Linked DNA regions of Sus scrofa: regions 2 and 3 are each linked to region 1. The links are chromatin contacts, called in public Hi-C and HiChIP or PLAC-seq maps. All regions are on one chromosome and are shown on one strand. Each heading gives the region's core, a stretch centred on a gene start, on an enhancer-like site or on the middle of the called end of the contact. The rest is flanking DNA. Distances are from core to core; before and after follow the strand shown. Region 1 holds the start of ARID3A (AT-rich interactive domain-containing protein 3A). Region 2 holds the start of ABCA7 (ATP-binding cassette sub-family A member 7). Region 3 holds the start of TMEM259 (membralin).

Region 1 (2,810 bases), core at 150-2,649:
CAAGGCTGGGGCCCGCGGGTGGCGAAAGGGGGCCCTCACTCCACGAAGGGAAGAGGAGGGGGAGGGCGGGGCAGAAAGCTGGGGAGGGGGCTAGGAGAGTCCGGAGGGGGCAGCCCGGAGGAAGTGAGAAAAGAAACACTGAAGAGGGAGAAGAAATAAGACGACAGAAACCCCAGTCCGATTTCAAAGGCTTCTTGGAAAGCGGCTGATTTGCATGGTGGGGGGGCAGCCCCTCCGGGCCGGCGACTAAAAACGGAAGATTATTGACAAACCCGCCTCCCGGGGTCCGCGGAACGTTGGAATTGACCAACGCGCGCTCCCTGTGCTTCCTGCGCCCGCTTTTGTGTCTGGGGGGTACTGGACGGAGTTGCGGGGAGGGGGGGGCTCTTCCTGGAGATCCCTGCCAAAGAGTCAAGGCCCGGGTCGAGCACATCCCCAGCCACGGGCACCATGGTGTCCCCTTCAGGGTCCCATTTCTGCCCCAGAGCCGACACTTTATAAATACACCATCCAACCTGGGGAGGGTCGCCAGGGAACTGCCCTCCCCACCCGGCGCTCCCGCTTCCCTCGGGGGCCCGGAATAAAACAACCGATTCCAAGAAGGATAAATGAAGTAACCCAGACCATAGCCCCCCGCGCGCGCAAAGAGACCATTTTCTTCCGCTGGGACTGGGGGGGTGGGGGGTGCGGCGCACACTCTAGACCCTTGGTCACCCCTGCGCCCGCTCCGTGCAATATGGTAGGGGTGAAGTCTCCAAGGGGGGCTCAGGGAAAACCACCCGAACTCCTACCCACTGGGATCGCCTTCCCGGCCCTGGACCCCCACCCACGTTCCTAAACAACTTTGGGGACCACCCCCACTTATTGGCTTCCAAGGCGAGCGGTGCCCACCCGAGACGAAACCCGCGATTTAAAAGGCCAGTCCACCCCCCGCCCCAACCTCACCGCGCGGGGCCCGCTCGGGGGGCGCATGCCCCACGCCTGGCGTCCGGCCCTGCCCCGGCCGCGCCTGGCCTCCGGCCCGGGCCGCGAGCTGCGCGCTGCTGGCTCCCGGCCACCGCCGGGTTTGTGCCGCGCGCCGACTCACCGAGTAGTCGGCCGAGTCCGCGTCTACACCCCCCACCGACCCGATTGGTAAAAGTCTCCCCGCGCGCGGCCTCCCCCGCCCCTCCCCTCCCCCCACCGGCGCGCTCACCGCCCCGCAGACAAATCACCGGGTGACAAATCGCTCTCAGATGCAAATACCTCGCCGGTGAATCAGCGCCGGGGCCCGGGACGCGGGGAGGGGTCTCGCGAGGCCCCCTCCCCCTTCCCGGACGCCCCCTCGCCCCCGGCGCTCGGTCGCACGAAGCTCGACGAGCCCAAGAGGTGTTGGGGAGGGGGAGAGAGTGGACGGAAAATTTCTGGTCGCTGCCCCTTTAAGTGATAATAAATAATAAAAGGGAAGGGGAACAGGGACGCTGGAAGCCCCGCCCCCTATCTAGGGACGGTGGGCAAAGTGCGCGCTGCGGCCCGAAGCGCACAGGACGCCAAGGGCGCGGGCGGGGCTGGGAGCGCCCCAGCAGGAGGGGAGGTTAGGAAATTGAGCCTCCGCCTCTACGGGCTTAGGAGACCCGAGCCCAGTTGGGGAACCCCCCCCATCTTACCGAGCACCCGGGATAGATCTGCCGGGCTCAGAGTTTCACCTCTGCCCCTTAGACTAAGCAACTTAAGAAAGCAGCTTCACCGCCCCCCCCACCCCGCTAGTGGTGCCTCTGTTTCTCTATCTGGAAAATGGGGATTAGAGACCTGGTAAAGAAAGGAGCCGCGGTGACCGGAAAAGAGGGCAGGGCTGGATGGCTGGATCTGAAGGAGGGGCCCTGCGCTGGGGGCTCTGCGCGGTGGGGAGGGGTCTGGGAGATGGCGCGTCTGCCAGGCCCCGCGGTGGGGGGCGGGGGCAAACCGTGCTGGCAAAGGCGTTGGGGTGGGAAAGTGCGTCCTGGATCCCTGGGAGAGCACATCGCTAACTCCTGAAGACCCTTACCCTCGATGGTCACCTCCTCTTGGGAACCTGACTACCCACGCCGTCCAGCAGGAGAGACAAGGTTATCTTCTTGGTAATAGTAGTTCAATAATAATAACTTACACTTCTGAGCTCTTGGTTATTAGGCCATGTGCCCACATGAGGTTCACATTATCGTGTAGTGGAGACTCTTTTAATATCTCCAATTCAGAGAGCGGGAAACTGAGGCCCAGAGTAGGTTACTGGGAAGGTGGGCGCAGGGGTGTGCACTCAGGTACCAGGCTGTGAGCCCCTGGGGCCACCCTTGGGAGTTAATCTCAGGGGCCCAGGCTGCAGCCCAGATAACACCACAATAGAAGTATAGAGGGCTGGAGGGGGCCACCCAGAGGGCTGGCACTTCTCAAGGGCCCCCAAGGGGAGGGACTGGAGTCCCTAATCTTGTGTGGGGGGTGGGCAGCCCTCTCCTCTATGATGCACAGCTTGACCATCTTCTGGGGTCCTCCCTAACACATCACCCGCCCCCATTGCAGGCCTGCTCTCTGGGGGACTCCTAAGTCAGGGGATAGTGCAGGGGAGCGCCCCCACCACACCAGAGCTCTGCCTGCCCCTTTCTGGAACCCAACCTTTCTGGAACCACAAGGCTGTTTGTGCCTTGTGCCGAATGGTAGCAGGTGACTGGGAGTCTTCCACCATTAGGCTATTAAACAGCCAAGCCCAGCTGCCCCCTCACACACGTACCAGAGAGGGTGGAGACAACCAGCCCAGGATCAGGCAGAATTGGGAGACTCAGGGGAGTTAGCAGAGAAGA
Region 2 (2,810 bases), core at 116-2,615, 90 kb before region 1:
TTCCTGGAAGCTCCGTTTAGAGCCCAGCAGAGCGTAGGCGCTTATTAAAGGAGCTCTCCTTTCTCCGGAGGGAATAGGGGTAAGCCAATAGGAGTCTTGCCCGAAGCCGTCCTCTTATCTGATTGGTTGCCGGGACTCACTCTCCCGCCCGGGCTGCGGCTGGCTTCGCTGCGGCGATCTATTAATCCTGCAGGGGGCGGAGCCTAGACTTAACTCTTTCCTCACCAGCCCCCACCCTGAGCCCCACTGAAGGGCTTCCAGCCGGGTCCTGTCCTCCAGCCTCATCTCTAAGCGAGGGAAGAGTTCCCTCCCACCCCCGGTCCCCGGTCCCCGGTCTTCCCCGATGATAATAGCAACGGGTATGTACTGTGCTGAGCATTTTACATGACAGGCTGGAAGAGGGGCCACCCTAGGCCCCCCCAGAGAGAGGTGACTCATCCAGCAGGAGGCACGGCCCCAGCTCCGCCCTCCCCTCCCTTATTCCTCGCTCAGAAGAAACACAAGATTCAGACTATGAATAAGGAGACGGGGCGGCGATGGAGGCTCCTGGAACCAGCGATTCCTGGTCCTGCCTGTCCCTTGCTTGGAACTGTCCAGCCTGGCCTTCTGCATCATTGTACAATGGGGAAACTGAGGCCGCCAGAGGTAGCAGGGAGTGGGCCCGAGGCCTCTGACCACCGCTCCAAGACTCTCCTTTCCGAGTGGCATCGGAGGGAGCGGCCTCAGTTTTTCTATTGATAAAATGGGGTAGAGAGCAGAGGGGCGTAGGAACCGAGAGAAGGGCTGCAGGTGTATGCTAGCAAAGCCCCTCTCAGGTGAGTCTAATGCTCCACCTTCCCTGTGAGAATTAGGGATTAGTTCTGCCGCCCCCAACACACTCCCCGGCAGGAAGTGAAGGCGAATGAGTCTGGATTAGGCTTGCACCTCTTAACTCCCACGGAATCTGCCTCTTCCCACCCATCTGCACCCTCGCATCTTTGCGTCTCAGGGCCTTTCCTGTCTCTCTCCGGTACCCTCGCACCGTTCCAGCCCCCAACACTTGCGGCTTCCCTCCGCCCGATAGAGGCTGAGGAGCGCGGTTCCTTTAAGAGGAAGTTCCCCCCTCCCCCCAACCTACCAGGGGCGCGGCTCCCCTGCAGCCTGCAGCCTCCTGCGCGAGATGCCGCGCCCGGACCCAGCCCGGCCCCGCCCCGCCCCGTCCTCTCCCATTGGCTTGTATACCCGCCATTCAGAGGCCGGATCAACAGGAGCCGCGCGCGCAGAGGGGGAAGACGAGGGTCAGAGCAGGGACGCGCTGAATCGGGTTTCTTAAAGGGATCGCTGGCTTCTTGCTGCATCACTGCGGGGAGGTGGGGCGCCTGGCTCACCCTAAGTGGGCTGGCCTGCGGACGCACCAGTTGGGCTGTCTTCTCTCGTTGCATAGCCGCCCGCAATACCGCAGCTCCTGTCTCCTGTCGCAGGAGGTTCCTTTCTCCCCACTCTACCCTGGAGGGCCCCAGCCCTAGCCAAACTTGCTCTAATGCCCTGAGACTCCACTTGGCCATCCCGAAAAAATGGGGGTTCAACTAAAGTCATCATTCGCTAATTCATTCATTCATTCCACAAACATTCCTTGGTCCCTACAGCGGGCCAGGTGACGGCAGAAGGTGGAGGGGCCCCCAACATTCTAAGATTAGACTCTTTGGTCATAATGGTCCCCCTGATTTTGAAGAAAACCTCCGGATGGTTCCCTCTCCAGGAAATTGGGTATGTTTCACAAGATCATGATGAAGATGAAACAAGTGTGAAGAGCTCTGAGCTCCGTGAAAGGAGGTGGTTTCTTGTTGGGACTTTGAGGATGAATAGGAGTATGCTAAAGAGGGAACTCCAGGCAGTGATTGCACAAGCAAAAAGCCTAGAGGCTGGATGAAGCCACATCTCCCCAGGCTGGTCCTGAGGATTTACTCAGAGGTTTGCCCTTTGCCCCCCTAGGGCCCCAGAAGGGATCCAAGCCACGTACCTCCCCCCAGGCTGTCTTGGACACCAACTCCTGCACCTTCATTTCCTAAAAAGAGGTTTTATTTCCTTTGGTCCACAGTCGGTATTTCACATTATTTCTTGATCCCAGAGCTCTGGGGCAGGGGCTGGTCCCAGGGAGGGCCTCCAGGAGGGGGTCCCTGTGCAGTACTTGGTGGGGGGGTGGAATCAGGTATTGGGAGGGGTCTGGCTTTGCCTCAGTTACTCAGAACTCCACTGTCCTCTCTGGGCCTCAGTGTCCCCACTGGGCACCTGGGAGGGCTAGAGTTGGTGGTCTAAGGATCCTAGGGAAATCTAGTACATCATAAGGCCTAAAATATTTGGGGACTATGGCCTGGCCTTCTCCCAGAGGACCTACTTCCTTCCTAACACCTCCCCCACCCCCCTGAAAAAAAAGTATTTTCATTTCACTAAAACTACCTGAAACTTGTATGGGTATAGAAACCACAAACTGATCAGCAGAGAAAAGAGAAGAGGGGAAGAAGCAACCGGAAACCACTGGGGGCCAGACCCCTCCCTACCTGGGTTTCTTCTCCCTGCCCCACAGTTTGGCCCAAAGCCTGACCCCCAGCCCATATGCAACTGGACAAGGCCTTCCCCTCTTCCCCCAAGACCCTCAGCTGGTAGCATTCAGCTATGTAGAAAAACAAGACAAAAACATGGAAAAACCCCAAAACCCACATGGGGCAATGGGGGGGGAAGAGCTTGCAGAAGCACTTCAGTAGCCCGCCTCCTCCTGGTAGTAGGGGGGTACTCTGGAGACTCTCCAGGGCCTGGGCAGTCACCAGCAGCTG
Region 3 (2,810 bases), core at 102-2,601, 71 kb before region 1:
CTTTTGCAATTAACAAGTGATCTGGGGGTGATCCATAAGAGTATCAAGCATGTGCACTGATTGAGTGCCTACTGATATGCCAGGGCGCACTATGAAACTGAAAGTCTTCACTCCAGGGAGTGGGATTAAACTGGCAGGTAGGTTTGGAAGGTTCCCTCAGGTAGGTTCCAAGACACAGCTGAAAAGTCTCCCCCTCCCCCGCCCCCACCCCCAGTGCAATTCAGAAGAGACCCCCTCCCAGGGCCTGGTTTTTCTCAGAAGCCCTGTCTGTGCCTTTCACGGTGGGGTGCTCACCATTGGGAACCAGACCAGACATCCACCTCAAGAGGTCCGCCTGTCTCCTGCTGGTCCCTGGGCCCTGTGAGGGCAGAATCCAGCCTGCACTGGCCACCGCTGTGTCCCCAGCACCAGCGCAGGCCCTGGGGTACTGTAAGCCACTTCCCTGAAACGTCTGAGCAGGCTTTGGGAGTCCTTCCCCAGGGCCGACACTCAGGATGCCTGAGCCCCTGGTCTCCAGCTCCATCTGCCCTTCCGTGCTTCCTGAGAAAGCCCACCCATACCTTGCTTTGGAACCTGGCATACAGTAGGTGCTCAACGAATGTTGGGACTGATTACTTCCTTGGTTACCAGGAGGAGCCAAGGCGTTTCAAAGATGAATGAAGGAGCGAGAATTTGGTCCAGACGTGTCCACCCAGGCTTGGCACCAGGCGGCAGCCAGGAGGAGGGGATGGTTGAGGCTCTAAGAATGCTTACCTCGGTTTCAGAGTCTTTTTCAGGGACCAGGTACACATCACTTGGGCCAGGGAGCAGAGAGGGACCCACTGAGCAGCCCGGGTCACAGAACAAAAAGCCAAAGCCAAGAGCGCTAGTGGGCAAGATCTGGATTGTGAAAAAGAAAAAAGCCTTTGCTTCAGCCTCTAGAATGAAAACAGCGCTCAGTAAACGACACAACCTGGGCCACCACTACGAAATGCTGGAAGGTGAGAGCCGGGTAAAGCCCGGAAACACCACACACGCTAATAACGTTACGAAGCACCCTTTCGGAACCACCGAAAGCGAAGAAAACAAAAGCCATACTTCCCGGGACATTATTTAAAGATCCCAATGCGATCACTTTACAGTTAGGGCAACCTAACGTAAGCGCAGCTACAGCATAATTTTCTAGAGCGCCACAAAGAAAACATCTTCACCGGTCACATTTACCTTACGTTTATTTTACCACCTCCAAAATCCTTATATGTTGACTAATTTTATCGCTCGCCTTCCAGCTGCATGGGCAATATGCAAAAGACCTGGGGACTAACGCAGCCCCGCCCCTAGGCGTTCCGAGCCAGGCGTCAGGACGGTGGGCGGGGCCGCCACGGGCCGACCGCCGGTATCCCGGCGTTCCGCGCGAGCGCAAGGAGGCCGCTCTTGCCCGCGCCGCGACTCGCTGGCGTCAGCTGGGGCACGGAGGCGGAAGATGGCGGCTGTAGCCCTACGGCCGTGAGGAGCGCGGCGGCGGCGAGGACTGCCGATGGCAGTCGGGAGGCGTCCTCGGGGACCCGCGGGCCGTTAGGGCGCGACGCTGGGCGGCATGTCGGAGCACGCGGCGCCCGGGGCACAGGGGCCCGGGCCCAACGGTGGCGGCGGCCCGGCCCCCGCGCGCGGGCCTCGCACCCCCAACCTCAATCCCAACCCTCTCATCAACGTGCGCGACCGGCTCTTCCACGCGCTCTTCTTCAAGATGGCTGTCACCTACTCGCGCCTTTTCCCTCCCGCCTTCCGTCGTCTCTTCGAGTTCTTCGTGTTACTCAAGGTGACCGCAGCCCCAACCCTTGACACCGGTAGCCGGACCCTTCCCTCAGATCTGCGACTTTTGATCCCGCCGGGGGGAGCGCGCCCCTCCCACCCGGAGGCATAGACCCGGCCCTACCCGTTGGGACCCTTCCCTTTAAGCCTGCCATTCCCGACCCCCTGCCTAGAAACTTCCAACCGCGAAGGCCCGAGGCTCATCCGGTTAGTGGCTCCTGATCCCGACTCCAGGAACTCACTCCCAGCCTTTTCCAGCCGCACCCCACCCCTGGCCTCGCCCTTCCCCGCGTCCCCCACCTCCGGAGGCTGGAGCCCGGCAGTCCAGCTCCAGGACCTCCTGGCCCTGCCGCCTGGGATTCTCAGCCCCGGATGATCCTTTCCCAATCCTCCGAGTCTGGCCTGGCCCAGCCCAGAACTCCAATCCTGGAGGATTCCAGGTTCCACCGCCAATGCCCCCTTCCCAGGACACACCCCCCTGGCCTCCCACTGCACCGAAAGCTCCTCCCTCTTTTTCTTAGGGCTCTGCTTTGGTCCTTCAGCTTGTTCCCACCCCCATTCTCCCTGCTCTGAACCTCCCGGGGGAATGTGACCTAGCTGAGGTCACATCGCCAGGGCTAGTGACAAAGTCCCAGCCGGTGGCGCTGCTTGTGGCACAGTGAGGGACCTCCTGGGAACCTACTGCCTGTCCTGCCTCTGGTGGCAGAGCTTTCAGCTGGGAGGATAGTTCTGGGAGGACGGGTGTCTGCATGGGTCCTCCAGGAAGGGGTCTCACTCAGAAGGAGCTCACTGGGTGCCAGGGTCCTGGTTGCCATTTCGTTTGGTGTCCTGTAGTTACTGCCAGGCTGGGGTGGGAGTGCTGACATTGGAGTAAGTTTTGGATCCTTCATCTGCAGAAAAGAGGCTGGTGCTGACGGTCAAGGTACATGGAGTGCCAGCCAGGTCAACTTGGTTGGTGTGGTGCAAAGCGAGCTAGTGTGGCTGTCCCACAGACCTGGGTGTGGGTTCCAGCCCCGCCA

What was found. Hi-C and Micro-C count contacts between places; a contact is called where the count stands out from the background. HiChIP or PLAC-seq counts read pairs in DNA pulled down with a chosen protein or histone mark.
Region 2: a Hi-C map of skeletal muscle shows a contact between it and region 1, with 6 times the contacts expected there. The contact joins the promoter of ABCA7 here to the promoter of ARID3A in region 1. A contact is called at or near these places in 3 of 47 Hi-C or Micro-C datasets (heart right ventricle, liver and skeletal muscle) and 1 of 2 datasets of contacts at active chromatin or transcription factors (alveolar macrophages).
Region 3: a contact with region 1 is called in an H3K27ac HiChIP or PLAC-seq map of alveolar macrophages. The contact joins the promoter of TMEM259 here to the promoter of ARID3A in region 1. A contact is called at or near these places in 1 of 5 promoter capture datasets (liver), 2 of 47 Hi-C or Micro-C datasets (liver and skeletal muscle) and 1 of 2 datasets of contacts at active chromatin or transcription factors (alveolar macrophages).

What each region holds. Positions count from the first base shown.
Region 1 is chr2:77,463,517-77,466,326 of Sscrofa11.1, forward strand. ARID3A (AT-rich interactive domain-containing protein 3A) reads right to left here and starts at 1,400. Exons shown (of 9, transcript XM_013994805.2): 1 at 1,215-1,400. LOC102160393 (a long non-coding RNA gene) reads left to right here and starts at 1,563. Exons shown (of 3, transcript XR_001307031.2): 1 at 1,563-2,096.
Region 2 is chr2:77,373,984-77,376,793 of Sscrofa11.1, forward strand. It overlaps ABCA7 (ATP-binding cassette sub-family A member 7), which reads right to left and starts at 1,366. Exons shown (of 47, transcript XM_013994807.2): 1 at 1,222-1,366; 2 at 1-187. It overlaps CNN2 (calponin-2), which reads right to left. Exons shown (of 8, transcript XM_003353959.3): 7 at 2,772-2,810; 8 at 2,037-2,769. The coding sequence ends at 2,735.
Region 3 is chr2:77,392,226-77,395,035 of Sscrofa11.1, forward strand. TMEM259 (membralin) reads left to right here and starts at 1,352. Exons shown (of 11, transcript XM_003353958.4): 1 at 1,352-1,798. The coding sequence starts at 1,577.